Regions from separate parts of the Ovis aries genome. Here region 1 is linked to region 2. A link is a contact called in public Hi-C data. All regions are on one chromosome and are shown on one strand. Each heading gives the region's core, a stretch centred on a gene start, on an enhancer-like site or on the middle of the called end of the contact. The rest is flanking DNA. Distances are from core to core; before and after follow the strand shown.

Region 1 (6,897 bases), core at 737-3,236, 53 kb before region 2:
ATGGACTGTAGCCCACCAGCCTCCTCTATCTATGGAATCTTCTAGGCAAGAATACTGGAGTGGGGTGCCATTCCCTTCTCCAGGGGATCTTCCCAATGCAGAGACTGACCTGGGCCTCCCACACTGCAGGCGGATTCTTTACCGTCTGAGCCACCGAGGAAGCCCATAACCAGGTGAGCGTGACTAGCTTATCTAAAGGCATCCATTCCCCATTCCCCAAAACATGAGCAACTAGGAGACCACTTGCCACAGCCACCTCTGCCAGCTACGCCAGGAACACCTCTTTAGTAAGACTCTGTCCATGCGAATTCACTGGAGCAGAGGTTCAGAATTTTCCAGCAAATCACTACTTCTCAAACCTGACTGCACATCAGATTTGCCCCACCCACAGCATATAAAGACAAACAAAACACCTGTCAGGCTGGAAGGGCAGTGTCAGGAAGAGAAGTCCAGCAGTTCTAAAGCTGACCAGAAAGGCTGTCATCTACGAAAACGGGGGAAGCTGCAAAGGGCACAGGTCTGACAGATCAGAAATAAAGAAAATCAGAGTTCAGCTTTGGTGCTTGTTCATCAGGGAAGGCCTACCAGACCTCCAGAGGGAGCTGTCGGGTAGGCAGCGGGAGGCCCATGTGTGAGGCAGAGCGGGGACCCAAACCCAGCAAGTCTGACTCCAAAGTCCATGTTTTTAAATCGCCACAAGAGGCCACTTCTACTCAGGTTACAAAATATTCCCAAAGAGAAAGGGGAAAGGAATTAAGAGTCTAACAAAGGTCCGTCTAGTCAAGGCTACGGTTTTTCCTGTGGTCATGTATGGATGTGAGGGTTGGACTGTGAAGAAGGCTGAGTGCCTAAGAATTGATGCCTTTGAACTGTAGTGTTGGAGAAGACTCTTGAGAGTCCCTTGGACTGCAAAGAGATCCAACCAGTCCATTCTGAAGGAGATCAGCCCTGAGATTTCTTTGGAAGGAATGATGCTAAAGCTGAAACTCCAGTACTTTGGCCACCTCATGCGAAGAGTTAACTCATTGGAAAAGACTCTGATGCTGGGAGGGATTGGGGGCAGGAGGAGAAGAGGACGACAGAGGATGAGATGGCTGGATGGCATCACTAACTCGATGGACGTGAGTCTGAGTGACTCCAGGAGTTGGTGATGGACAGGGAGGCCTGGCATGCTGCGGTTCATAGGGTCGCAAAGAGTCGGACACGACTGAGCTGAACTGAAATATCTTAATTATGTTTTAGCCCTAACTAGAGCTACTGCTACCATCTGGGATCACCAGTCTGGACACTCAGGCCCCAGGGACGGGCCCTCTGAATTGGGGAGGGGAGGCTGGGAGAACTGACGGCTTGGATAGCAGCCAGCTCCGGCCTGTGCCCAGGATATTCCTCCCAGCTCGGGGGAGGCCCCAGGGTGAGGGATGGGCGGCCCAGACACAAAGCTGGAGCAAACAGGACGGAGGCAGGGCTGTATGAGGCATGCAGGCACCATCACATCCTGCATTACTGATGCTCAGAGCCAGATGGCCCTCTCCTCTGCAGTATCATGCTACTACAGAATTAACTGACCTGGCCACTTCAGTTCACAGAAGCCCTCTAAGAACATAGTCCACATTCGCCTTTAAAAAAGGGGGGTACGACAAAGATAACAAAGAAACTCAAGCATGATGCAAGTGGCATTAAGAGCCACGGGAACATCTACGCAGCAAAATGTACATAAAAAGTATAACTTTTTAGAAAAGCACAGATTTCTTCAAAAATTCTGTAACAGCTTAGCTACTGAGTTTCCTAAGAAACGGCAGAGCTGATCTCTGCATGTGAATATACATTTTAATTGTGTGTTATTTTAACAGCCTACACAATAAGTAATCCACATTCAAAATGTAACAGTCTCTAAAAATGAATTTCAACACTGATTTATTTCGCAATTCTCCTGGGTCCCAACAACTGCTGTAAGGAACATTACACACCGTTCGAAACACTATGAATTTGCCGAAACATAAACAATGAAATCTGGACAAAGCCAGTCTGTGGTCTGAGCCAGAGCCCCACACAGTGCACCCCTGGACCTAACACATCTATACTTGGAGGGGCCACATGACTTGGCAGTCCCACTACTTCCACGGGCACTGAGACAGACCCCCTTCTCTCACCGGGACAAGTCCAAGTGCCACACGCTTGCCAGGGGGCCTCATCATTCCCTGCATGCGTAAAGCCCTTGGTGGGGGGCTCCCCACAGCCTCGAGGTTAGGGGCAGGCTCCAAGCCCATCACGTCCCACCACGAGGACGGCCCGCCCCTGTTCCCTGGGCTCCCACTGCACGAAGCCCGGGGCCCGGGCCGCCTGGCAACTGCCCCCCTGCGTGTCCTGCAGAGGAAGAGCCGCGGTGAGGGCCCTGGCAGCCGCAGGCCGGGGCCGCCCTCCAGCCCCTCTGCCCTCCAGCTGCGCACTCGCTCGGTCTGCTCCAGGGCTCCTCTGGTAAAACGAAGACAGCATCGAACTTCTTCATGAGGTTGTGGCGAGTTTTAAATGAACTAGAAACCCAAATGATGACTCATTTAACCCCAGCGTGTGTTCCCTATGGCGGCCCTGCCTCCCTCTCAGTGGCCCTGCCCTGAAATCCTTTGCGCACCAGAGGGGTGCTCTGGAGCCTGGGGGCAGTGCCATTTCTCTAACTCCAGAGCCATGCACGAGGCTGGCTCTTAGAGAAGTGTCTACTGAACAAGTGTCAGTGGATAAGAAACCAAGGTTCAGGCGGGGTTGGGGGGCCAGCTACTGGCGGTGCCACGGCACTGGGCAAACGCCCCACTGTCAGGACGGCTGGGGCTTGGGGCCAAGCAGAAGATGCAAGTGGTCACAGTTGGGGCGGCTGAGGCCACAAACAGCCCCCGGCCTTGCTGAGTCTATGCTTGAGCTCTCTCCCTGGAAGGATGAGCGCCTGCCTCCAGGGCTGGCACCCTCCCTGCCGTGGGGGGCAAAGGAGCCCACGGTGGTGAGACACCACAGGCCTGGTCTGACCCTGAACCCCACCCTCTCCCCCAGGACAGGTGGGCAGCCTCCACCAGCGAGGGGAAGGGGGTCACATGGCAGCCTGGGTAACGAAGGCCCCAGCTGCCCTGCTCCTAGGCGGCACAGGAATGGGTAAGTCCCAAGAAGGGAGAATTATTTAATACCAGACACAATTAAAAAGTTTGATCACATTTATAACTCTTATTGGAAAAAAACTGATTAAATTTAATCAAGTTCTAAACAGCCTGAGTGTTCACTGGAAGGACTGATGCTGAAGCTGAAACTTCAATACTTTGGCCACCTCATGCGAAGAGTTGACTCATTGGAAAAGACCCTGATGCTGGGAGGGATTGGGGGCAGGAGGAGAAGGGAACAACAGAGGATGAGATGGCTGGATGGCATCACCGACTCGATGGACATGGGTGCGGGTGGATTCCGGGAGTTGGTGATGGACAGGGAGGCCTGGCGTGCTGCGATTCATGGGGTCGCAGAGAGTCGGACACGACTGAGCGACCGAACTGAACTGAACTGAAACAGCTAAAGCCCTTGGGATCAGGAAGGGAGAATTTTTTAATATCAAATACAATTAATAAAAATTTGATCACATTTGTAACTCTTATTGGGAAAAAACTGATTAAATTTAATCAAGTTCTAAAGTCCAGCCGTCTCAACTCTCCCATGTGCGCATACAAGCTGTAAGAAAAAAGTTGAAGTCACCCACGTTCTGAAGACAGAGTTAAATAGCAGGTACTTAGTATGCAAGTTAAAACAAAGATTTCCAATTTCAAAGCCTTAATAATGGGCATTTATGCAAGGCTCATAAACGGATGCTGTACCCCATATTTCTGCGTCTTTGTATCTTGTATACCTTTTGCAACTTCTTTGAATCTCTCTGAGCATTGTCTCCGAGCGGTACTTTTCCAAATAACTTCCATCCCAAGTCATTTTGTTTGTCAAGTCTTGCATTCTGTTTCCTAGCAAGCAAATTCCTGTAATAAGAAAATGAAAGAGTTAGGGCATTGCTGGATACTTACAGAAACACAAGGACCGCTGAATAACTCTAGTGAAAACAGGCAGACTTTCCTCTGAGAGATCAATGTGCTGAATCACAGACTTTAATTCTGCAGACTGGATTTTCATGTGGACACGGAATTATGAAGCAGGTGAAAAGCTCTTGAACCACAACAAGTAAGCTTTTTGTAGTTCAATGAAAATATGTACAAGTTCTATCATCGAGAGTAAGGATATGCATTACAGCGTAACAAAGCATATCCGGAAAAAGTGAGCTTTGAAGTCAGACCAAACTGCACTGAAACCCTGGCTCAGTCACTCACTAGCTGTGTGACTCTGATCTGTACATTAACCTCTCTGAGACTCAGTTTCCTTATGTTTAACAAGGGTCACTATATGAATTAAAAGTTACAGGTACATGATCAGTGCTCAAAGGATAACAGCTGCTTTAGCCCTGAACCTCTAAGTTAAATTATCTATAAGGTAAATCTATATTATCTATTTATAAAGTCTTCATGTATCATAAAAAGAAAGCCACTCATGAGATAGCCACCTGATCTTCTCTCCCAACAACATGTAAACAAACCCGAATAACAAATAAATTCTCAATGGTGCTACAAAATAAAGTGTTTTGGAACGCACTGCATTGGTTCATTCATTGAAAATGAAAGGTTTCTAGGTCTCACTGGGAAGTTTAAGATAAGCATGAAGCATCTTGTGTGCTAGAAAGAAGGTGCTCAAAGAAATACTGCAACAGGTTTAACAGAAACAGTACCCGGCTTGAAAGGGCTCTTGCTGACTAAATCTGGAATGCAATCATCAAAATACATAATGAGAACAAGGGATTATAACCCATCCAATAAAAAAAGAAATCCATGAGCCCAAATGGATATGGATACAAACAGGAAAATGAATCCACGAGTGAAGGTGGAAGGAAAATTCTTAGAATGCCCCAGATAAGTATTCTTTCCTGAGAAATCCTACTGACAGAGGAGCCTGGCGGGCTACAGTCCCGGGGTCGCAGAGAGTCGCACATGACTTAGCAACTAAACAGCAGCAGTAAGCAGAGAAAGCCTCATGGGCTTACGGATTAGTCAGTGGATGCTAAAACTAGTAGGTGGAAGCTGGAAGAAGAAAAGCATCGTTACACAGTTTGAAAGCATCTCCCACAAATTATTAGTTAATTACAAAGAAAATGAATTAACTTCACAGTGGAGACACCTCACTAGCCAAGTGATCACAGTGGGCATCCTCACCGTCAGGATGGAGAGCACAGGTCACCTCCTCTGATGCTTAGAACACCACACCAGGTTGATCGTAGCTGCCAAAAAACGCATCACCTGAATATCACCATGAGGAAACACAGACACACCGAAACAGAGGGACAGCCGATGAAACAATACATCTGACTCTGAAAATGGCAGTGTCCCAAGTGGGCAAAAAACACCGCCTATCATTTTGGTAAACAAAGAATGTTGCCTCCCACCCAGCCATCAGCCTCTGTAGCCATCTCTAACGGTGCACCCTGAGGGGGGAGGGGGTTCAAGATGCAGAAAGCCAGGATACTGGCCCCATGTAGTAATGACGTATTTCAAAGGACGGATGTCAGTCAGCCCAGACTGCTGCGTCCTCCCATGCACAGAAGAGCTCTACAGTCACGAGCGCGAGCTGGCTGTTTTTTGTGATTAGCGGTCATGTTTTGATATTCCACTACGTTGTTTTTTGGTTTTGTTTTCTTCAGCAAAAGCTCCTCTATACCCAGGTTCCTTGCTTATCTCTCTGGAACAGTCCATCAGAGCTATCAGAGAGGCTGCCTTCCCAGGCTTAGTCCTCAGTAAGGCCACCTAACAAAACAGAATTCTCAGCTTTTAGGTGGTACATTTTTCTCAACTGACAAAGAAAGACTAAAGAACTGTTACAGATTAAAAGGAGGCTAAAGAGACCTGGGGGCTTCCCGGGCGGTGCTCGCGGTAAAGAGCCACCTGCCAGCGCAGCTCACGCGAGCGACACGGGTGCTGCCCCTGGGCGGGCAGACCCCCGGGGGAGGGCACGGCAACCCATGCCGGTGCTCTTGCCTCGACTGTCCCACGGACAGAGGAGCCTGGTGGGCTACAGTCTACAGGGCTGCAGAGAATCTGGCAGGACGTGAAGCGACTCACCACAGCACACACACAGACCTGACAATTAAAGGCAGGAGGAGGAGGAGACAGAGGATGAGATGGACTCAAGGAACGTGAGTGTGAGCAAACTCCAGGAGACACTGAAGGACAGGGAAGCCTGGAGTGCTGCAGTCCACAGGGTCGCAAGGAATCAGACACAACTCGGCAACTGAACAGCAGCAGCAGCAGGTGGACCCTGTACCACATCCCGGACCACGGGCCAAAAAGGTATAAAGAAGACTACCGGGACAGCTGGCGCAATGTGAACACAGATGACAGAACAGAATACCCCTGGGGTAATATTACATTTCCTGGTCTTGCTAACTGCTATGGTTACGGAAGAGAATGCCCTTCTGGTATACTTTCCGTTGGATCATACAGAAAGCAAGAGAATTTGATAAAAAAACATCTGCTTCCTTGACTATGCTAAAGCCTTTGACTCTGTGGATCACAGCAAACTGTGGAAAATTCTTAAAGAGATGGGAATACCAGACCACCTTACCTGCCTCCTAAGAATCCTGTATGCAGGTCAAGAAGCAATAGCTAGAATCTTACATGGAACAATGAACTGGTTCCAAATTGGGAAAGAAAAACAACAATGCTGTACATTGTCACCTTGCTTATTTAACTTGTATGCAGAGTACATCATGCGAAATGCTGGGCTGGATGAAGCACAAGCTGGAATCAAGATTGCTGGGAAAAATCTCAATAACCTCAGATA
Region 2 (6,696 bases), core at 2,613-5,112:
CCACTCCAGTATTCTGGCCTGGAGAATTCCATGGACTCTACAGTCCATGGGGTCACGAAATGGGAACCCACTCCAATGTTCTTGCCTGGAGAATCCCAGGACGGGGGAGCCTGGTGGGCTGCCGTCTATGGGGTCGCACAGAGTCGGACACAACTGAACTGACTACGGAGAAGGCAATGGCACCCCACTCCAGTACTCTTGCCTGGAAAATCCCATGGAAGGAGGAGCCTGGCAGGCTGCAGTCCATGAGGTCGCTAAGAGTCCGATAGGACTGAGCGACTTCACTTTCACTTTTCACTTTCATGCATTGGAGAAAGAAATGGCAAACCCACTCCAGTGTTCTTGCCTGGAGAATCCCAGGGACGGGTAAGCCTGGTGGGCTGCCGTCTCTGGGGTCGCACAGAGTCAGACACGAATGAAGAGACTTAGCAGCAAGCAACTTTCACACACATATACATACACCTATTAGGAGCTGTTGCATTCTCTAATCATCACAAGCCTGCCAAGTACACCGAAGAAACTGAGATTCAAAGAGGCTGAGCGACTCACCCAAGGTCACACAGCAAGAGAACAGGATGCAAACCAGGTTCTGACGTCAAACCCCACACCTGGCTTGCTGGAGTGCTTAATACAGATCCTAAACGCTGTGACCATCGAAGATAAACCCAACAATATTTAGACTTCTCTGTGCACTTCCACAGAAAGTTTCAAAAAGAAACTATGCAAGGGGAAAAGATAATGCAGGCTCTGCAGGCAGACTGCCTAGGTTCAAGTCTTGGCTCTTCCACTTACCAGCTGTGTGATCCTGGATTAGTCTAACTTCTCCACTAACTTTTCACCTAGCGGGAGGGGGACGACAACAGACCCTATCTCATTAGGCAGTTGACAAAGTGAGGGTGAAGAAATCCACATAAAGCTTTTAGAATCAAGCCTTAGAAGATGCCTGCTGGTGTTACTCTTCCTTGGGCACCCGGCTCAGGCGCACTATTTTAGCAACTCATTTGCATAAACAAGCCCAGACACAGCCAGTCTGCGGGGCCTCACTCCACACCTTCCGCCTGTCACCAACATCCTCCTCGCACCTTTGCTGCGGGCACTGACTGAGCCTAGCTCTCAGCTTCCCCACCTGTCCAATGAGGCGATTAGCCCAGCCAGTCTATCTGAGGTCCTTCCAACCTGACAGTCTAGAAGTCTAAACCCAAGCCTTAGAAACTTTACACCCTCCCTGAAACAAACATGAACAGACAACACATACCCACGTGCCTAAGATCCTCTCTCCCGTATTATGCCTGTTAAGATGACAAATCTCCCCTGAGGTCTCAAAGCTCCACGGGCACCCACGACATGTGGAGCGTGCATCCTCAGTGCTGAGGGCGGGGACACGGCGGCAAGAAGCTCTGACCGAGGGAGGACCGATTCCAAAACAAGCTGTTCCTCGGACAAGCTGAGTCCACTCGTAGAGGTCTTCAGCAGAGCACAAGCGAGGGCAAGCGGAGGGAAGACGGACAGGCATTCACCTGCTGCACAGATGGGAGAAGGGCCGTGGAGGAGAGTGATGGAGGAGTGGAGGGTGGAGAGGCAGAGAGAGGGTGCCGAGGGGAAGGGCAAGGACCAGCGGAGGCCAGGTGAGGCAGTGCCGATGCAGAACGTGAGAGGAGCGCTGGGGGCAGACTGCAAAAACTCAGCTTCACGAGCCCAGGGTAAGCCCAGCCAAGCAGCGCTGAGCAGGGACCTGCCAGGACTTGCTGGGACCACGAAGGACACTAACTGAGCAGCGTCTGGCCCCGAGACCTAACTATTTGAATCTCATCCATGCCTGTCTCCAGCTGTCCAGCTGCATGACCCCAAACCAATTACTGTACCTCTCTTGATGTTTCCCAAAGGGTGTATTCACTCAACAACCCTGAGTCCCAAGAGCACGGGCAGGTTCTCACTAGGACTGGAAATCAGGGGCTGGGAGTCCACAGTCTCAAGGGATCAAACATACCACAACCAAGACAGCAGTAAGACAGTCTTAGCTGGGGGAAGGCCAGGCGGGTTGGGGGAGGAGCACCCCAGTTAAGGGGGGAGGTGTGAAGTTGAGAAGAAGTCATAGGCAAACATTAGACCCAGTTGGTCCTGGCCAGATAAACCGGGCAGGAGGAAGCAACAGCTGAAAGGTGTGCCTGGTCCATGCCAGGGACCTCACGGTGGCCAGCAGCAACCACCCCCTACAAAGGCAGCCAGGACGAAGGGGTGAGGTGCCCACATCCGCTGGACGAGGGCCCCCTCCGCCGCCAGTCTGGGCACACGCGGCAGTGCCCGGGTCCGGGTCTGAGGCTGGGGGCTGCAGCCCAAAGGCGCGGGTCTCAGAAGAAAAAGGGAGTCCCTGGCCTGGGCAACGGGGATCCCAAGAGAAAGAGGGGAGGACAAGGACATGAGAAGCAAGGGGGCGGAAGCTCCGAGGTGGAGGGGGTTCGGGGCGGGGGAGCGCCGAGGTGGATGGGGACCCGGGGCTCAGGGACTCTGAGATGCAGGGGGTCCCGGGGGGCTCCGAGGTGCGGAGTGCGGGAGGGTCCCGGGGCTCAGGGACTCCGAGGTGGAGCGGGTCCCAGGGGGCTCTGAGGTGGAGGGGGTCCCGGGGCTCAGGGACTCAGGTGGAGGGGGTCCTGGGGGTCAGGGACAGTGAGGTGGAGGGGATTCCGGGGGGCTCCGAGGTTGGGGGGCCGGGGCTCAGGGACCCTGAGGTGGCGGGATCTCGGGGCTCAGAGACTCTGAGATGGAGAGGGTCCCGGGGCTCAGGGACCTTGAAGTGGAGGGGGTCCCGGGGCTCTCGCGGGTCGGGGGAGCGGTTCCGCGCGCCGAGCCGGCTCGTCTCCCGCCCCGGAGCCCCGCGCGTCTGAGGGTGAAAACTTTCCGTCAAGTTCCGGAAACGGTGCGGTTCGGGGCGCGCGTCTCACCAAGGAGCGGTGCTCCCCGCGCCCCACGCGCTCCCCCGGGCGCGGGAAAGAGCGGCGGCCGCGCAGCGCCGAGGGGGCAGGCCAGGCAGGACGCGCCCGGCCGCGCCTCAGGGCCGCCGCCTCCCCGCTCCGGCCGACGCGGCAGCAGGTGGCAGCGGCCCCGCGCGCGGCCCGGCCCCTTCCCTCCCTCGCGGCCCGGCTCCCGCCGCAGGCCCTCAGTACCGGAGTCAGCGTGGCTCCGACGCCATCCCCGGGGCCCGCGGGCCCGCAGCCCAGGCCCCGCGGGACCCGCAACGTGCGCGGCGAAGACGCTGGGCGCTGCAGGCGGCGAGCCGACCAGGCAGGTGCCGGCAAGGAGCCCGCGGCCAACGGCGGCGCGCGCCCCCGCCCCGCCCCGCGCGCCCTCGCCCCGCCCACGCGCGCCTTCACCCCGCCCGCGCGCGTCCTCGCCCCGCCCCGCGCGCCCCCGCCCCGCCCACGCGCGCCTTCACCCCGCCCCGCGCCCCCGCCCCGCCCCGCCCCGCCCCGCGCGCCCTCGCCCCGCCCGCGCGCGCCTTCACCCCGCCCCGCGCGTCCTCGCCCCGCCCCGCGCGTCCTCGCCCCGCCCCGCGCGTCCTCGCCCCGCCCCGCCCCGCCCCCTGCCGGCACAGCCGCTCTTCCGCCCGGGCTACCGCCCCACCCCCGCCGCGCCGCCGCTGCTCCTTAAGCTCGACGCTCGTCCCTCTGCCCCTTCTCCAGCCCGGTCGCCCGCTCTCTCCAGGCCCCGGGACGGCATTGCCCGCCCTTTTCTCTCCCGAAGGCCAAAAAGGGCCGCGAGGGGAGGCCTGAGGGAATCCTCATGCCCTCAGAGCCCCCGTGGACACCCACCAGGGGGCCTCCTTACCTGGTCGGCTCCACCCGCGGCCATCTTGGAAGTGGGAAGCGGCTGGGAGGGGGAAGGGGCACGAGCGGGCAGCGACCAGGCGTGGGGAGCCGAGCGGCGGAGCGCATCGATGGGTGGCCCTGCCCACCCCGAGCAGGTGTGTGGGAGAGGAAGGTCCCGCCCCCCACCTGCCCGCAAGCTGGAGGCCAGCTGGGCAAGATCGGAGCTCCGGCCTGGAACATGGAGCCTTGAGCATATCGCTTTGAGGCTTTCCCGGCCGGGCCTTGTCTCTTCATCCGTAAAACGGGCTTTTCTGACAGTTCTCTTATTGAGCCGGTAGACAGGGCACAGCGCCGCTCCTCCCCAAACTTGTCTGCACTTCTCTATCACCTGAAGATCTTTGAAAAATTTAAAGGCTAGGCCACGCCTCAGACCAACTAAATCACAGTCTCTGGAGGTAAGATACTGTTTTGAAAGCTGCGTAATGTGCAGACAAGTTTAGGAACCGCTGGCCTAGTGTTCATTGCATTATTTCCGTCAGTATTGCAGAATCTAGAGACACGATCTGTGATCAGAACTGTCACGCAGGACTTCCCTGGCGGTACAGTGCTTAAGACCTGCCACTTTCACTGCAGTGGCGCAGGTTGGATCCCTGGTGGGGCTTCCACATGCAGGCGCCTTCCCCCGCCCCCCCCCAAAAAAAACAGTGGGTAGAGAGTGGACAAACCTAGACAGCATATTAAACAGCAGAGGCATTAAACTTTGCCAACAAAGGTCCATCTAGTCAAAACTGGTATTTCCGGTAGTCATGTATGGATATGAGAGTTGGACAAGAAGGCTGAGCACTGAATTGATGCTTTCGAACTGTGGTGCTAGCGAAGATCTTGAGTCCCTTGGACTGTAAGGAGGTCCAACCAGTCCATCCTAAAGGAAATCAATCCTGAATATTCATTGGAAGGACTGATGCTGAAGCTGAAGCACCAATACTTTGGCCACCTGATGTGAAGAGCTGACTCATTAGAAAAGACCCTGATTTGGGGAAAGATTGAAGGCAGGAGATGGGGGTGACAGAGGAGATGTTTGGATGGCATCACTGGCTCAATGGACATGAGTTTGAGCAAGCTCTAGGAGATGGTGAAGGACAGGGAAGCCTGGCTTGCTGCAGTCCATGGGGTCGCAAAGAGTTGCACACAACTGAGCAACTGAACAACAAAGAGTGAAAGATGAAGTCGCCTGCCCAAGGTCCAGGGCTGGTCAGTAGCTGAGAGGAGTCAGAGGCCAGATGCCCCACCTCTAGGATCATGCAAAGCCCCGGAATAAGAGACCTCTTGTTCACTAGTTATTGACCCGTTCCTCAACGTCCTCCAAGAATGTGGGCTGCCTGAGCCAAACTGGGCTTATCTTGTTTACTGGTATGTTCCCTGAGCCTACAAGACTTCAGAGATTGGGAGCTGGAAGGCCTGGGTTCCAAGCGAGGCTTGGCGCCTGACTGCCAGGAGTGCTGAGGGCTGCCCCAGGCAGAACTACCAGAGAAGAAACCTCAGAGGGACAGGAAGGGTATCCGTACATCAGAACATCTGGAGGCGTACGGTGAAGATTAATTTTGGCTGTAGTCATTAGTGTTGGTCCCGAGAACCCCAGGCTTGTTTCTGCTGCCTAGGTCATAGCTCTAAAAGCTCTCCGCACCTGCAGTCATGATGGCAGGAGGAGTGAGAGCTTTAGAAAGGAAATCTGTTAATAGAACACATCAGCAGCCTTCACAGTGCTGAGGGCGTAATAGAGGCTTTATAAATGGCTGCATTTCTGGATGTTTTAAGGAAAGCTAATACCAGGGCTCCTCCAAAGCCCAGTGTGCCCTCTTGAGCTTATTTTAAGAAAACACTACCAGAGAACTACCGACTTGCTCTGGGCCTGGCTTAATCCCCAATTTAATACCTCAGATTAATAAATCTGCTTTTACAGTGTTCTTTGCGACTCTCTAAATCCCTACCTGCCCTCATTCTCAGTCTTAGGGTTTTGAAAGCCCGCAACGACAGAAACCATTGTTCTAAATCCAGAGCCAAGAAAGTTGTTAGTGGTCCAAGGACTTGTGTTGGGCGCCCTCTATTGCCTGTTCCTCCCTCTCTTGCCACCCTGCGGCCAACCACCCCAGCCCAGAGCGCCTCCCCGGAGCCCGTGTGTCACTCACACCCTCTGTGATTTGACCCCCCGTCTCACCCCTTGTCACCAGCACCCACAAGCATTCTAGACAAATCCTCATTGCAGTTTCAGTCTAAGAATTAAAAATATAGTGAGCAAGATTAGCCACGTAGTGGCAGGCACTCATGTCACTTCTCAGAACCTCACACCTCCCGGCCCCCATCTCCAATGTGGAGACAATTGGATGAGGGTGGTCAGCCCGCTGTCCCACTCTGCTGGCTCACTGCTGCCCATCGGGAGGGTGGGCAGCCATCCCAGTTACCCCTTGCAGACCTAACGCAGGGTCCCAGACTGATCCTCACCTGGTCCCACCTCTGGGGGCTGTGGAGCCGCTGCTTGACGTAGAGAAGCACCCAGCCTGCAGTTCTCTCGCCTCCTTTCCGGGCCCAGGCCTGGAGGGTGGTGGCCTGGCCTCGCTAAGCCCCGAAACCTCCCCTCCCCAACTCTCCCCATCTCCACGAGGCTCATAGCATCTCCACCTCCCGAACTGTGTGGTGATTAAATGTAAAACAGCTGTCTGGCCTTGTTGGTTTCTGGCATGTTTGGGGAGTTCTTGGCGCCTTCCTAGCAGTATAATGTATATAGAAAGTGTGTTGGTCAAACTGCCAAGGTGAGGAGAGATGCCGAGACCACCCCCCTCCAGAGGCCCCACGGAGGGAATTCTTTCTCCAAGCCCGGCCTCTGAACCTCCCCAGA

What was found. A called contact is a pair of places that touch in the nucleus more often than the background predicts.
Region 1: a Hi-C map of tail adipose tissue shows a contact between it and region 2, with 1.7 times the contacts expected there. The contact joins the enhancer-like site here to the promoter of TBC1D14 in region 2. A contact is called at or near these places in 7 of 16 Hi-C or Micro-C datasets (blood, hypothalamus, liver and 2 more).

The regions. Positions count from the first base shown.
Region 1 is chr6:114,160,695-114,167,591 of ARS-UI_Ramb_v3.0, reverse strand. It overlaps TBC1D14 (TBC1 domain family member 14), which reads right to left. Exons shown (of 14, transcript XM_060417691.1): 4 at 3,875-3,995. Among named protein-coding and RNA genes, the nearest start is that of TBC1D14, 52 kb to the right of the region's middle. Within about 2 kb of position 1,986, at least 1 of the 54 cell types and tissues checked has an H3K27ac peak or open chromatin away from gene starts, as enhancers often do. A contact at or near this core is called in tail adipose tissue, where this site is marked.
Region 2 is chr6:114,109,730-114,116,425 of ARS-UI_Ramb_v3.0, reverse strand. It overlaps TBC1D14 (TBC1 domain family member 14), which reads right to left and starts at 3,862. Exons shown (of 14, transcript XM_060417691.1): 1 at 3,823-3,862. LOC121819852 (a long non-coding RNA gene) reads left to right here and starts at 2,128. Exons shown (of 4, transcript XR_006060211.1): 1 at 2,128-2,235.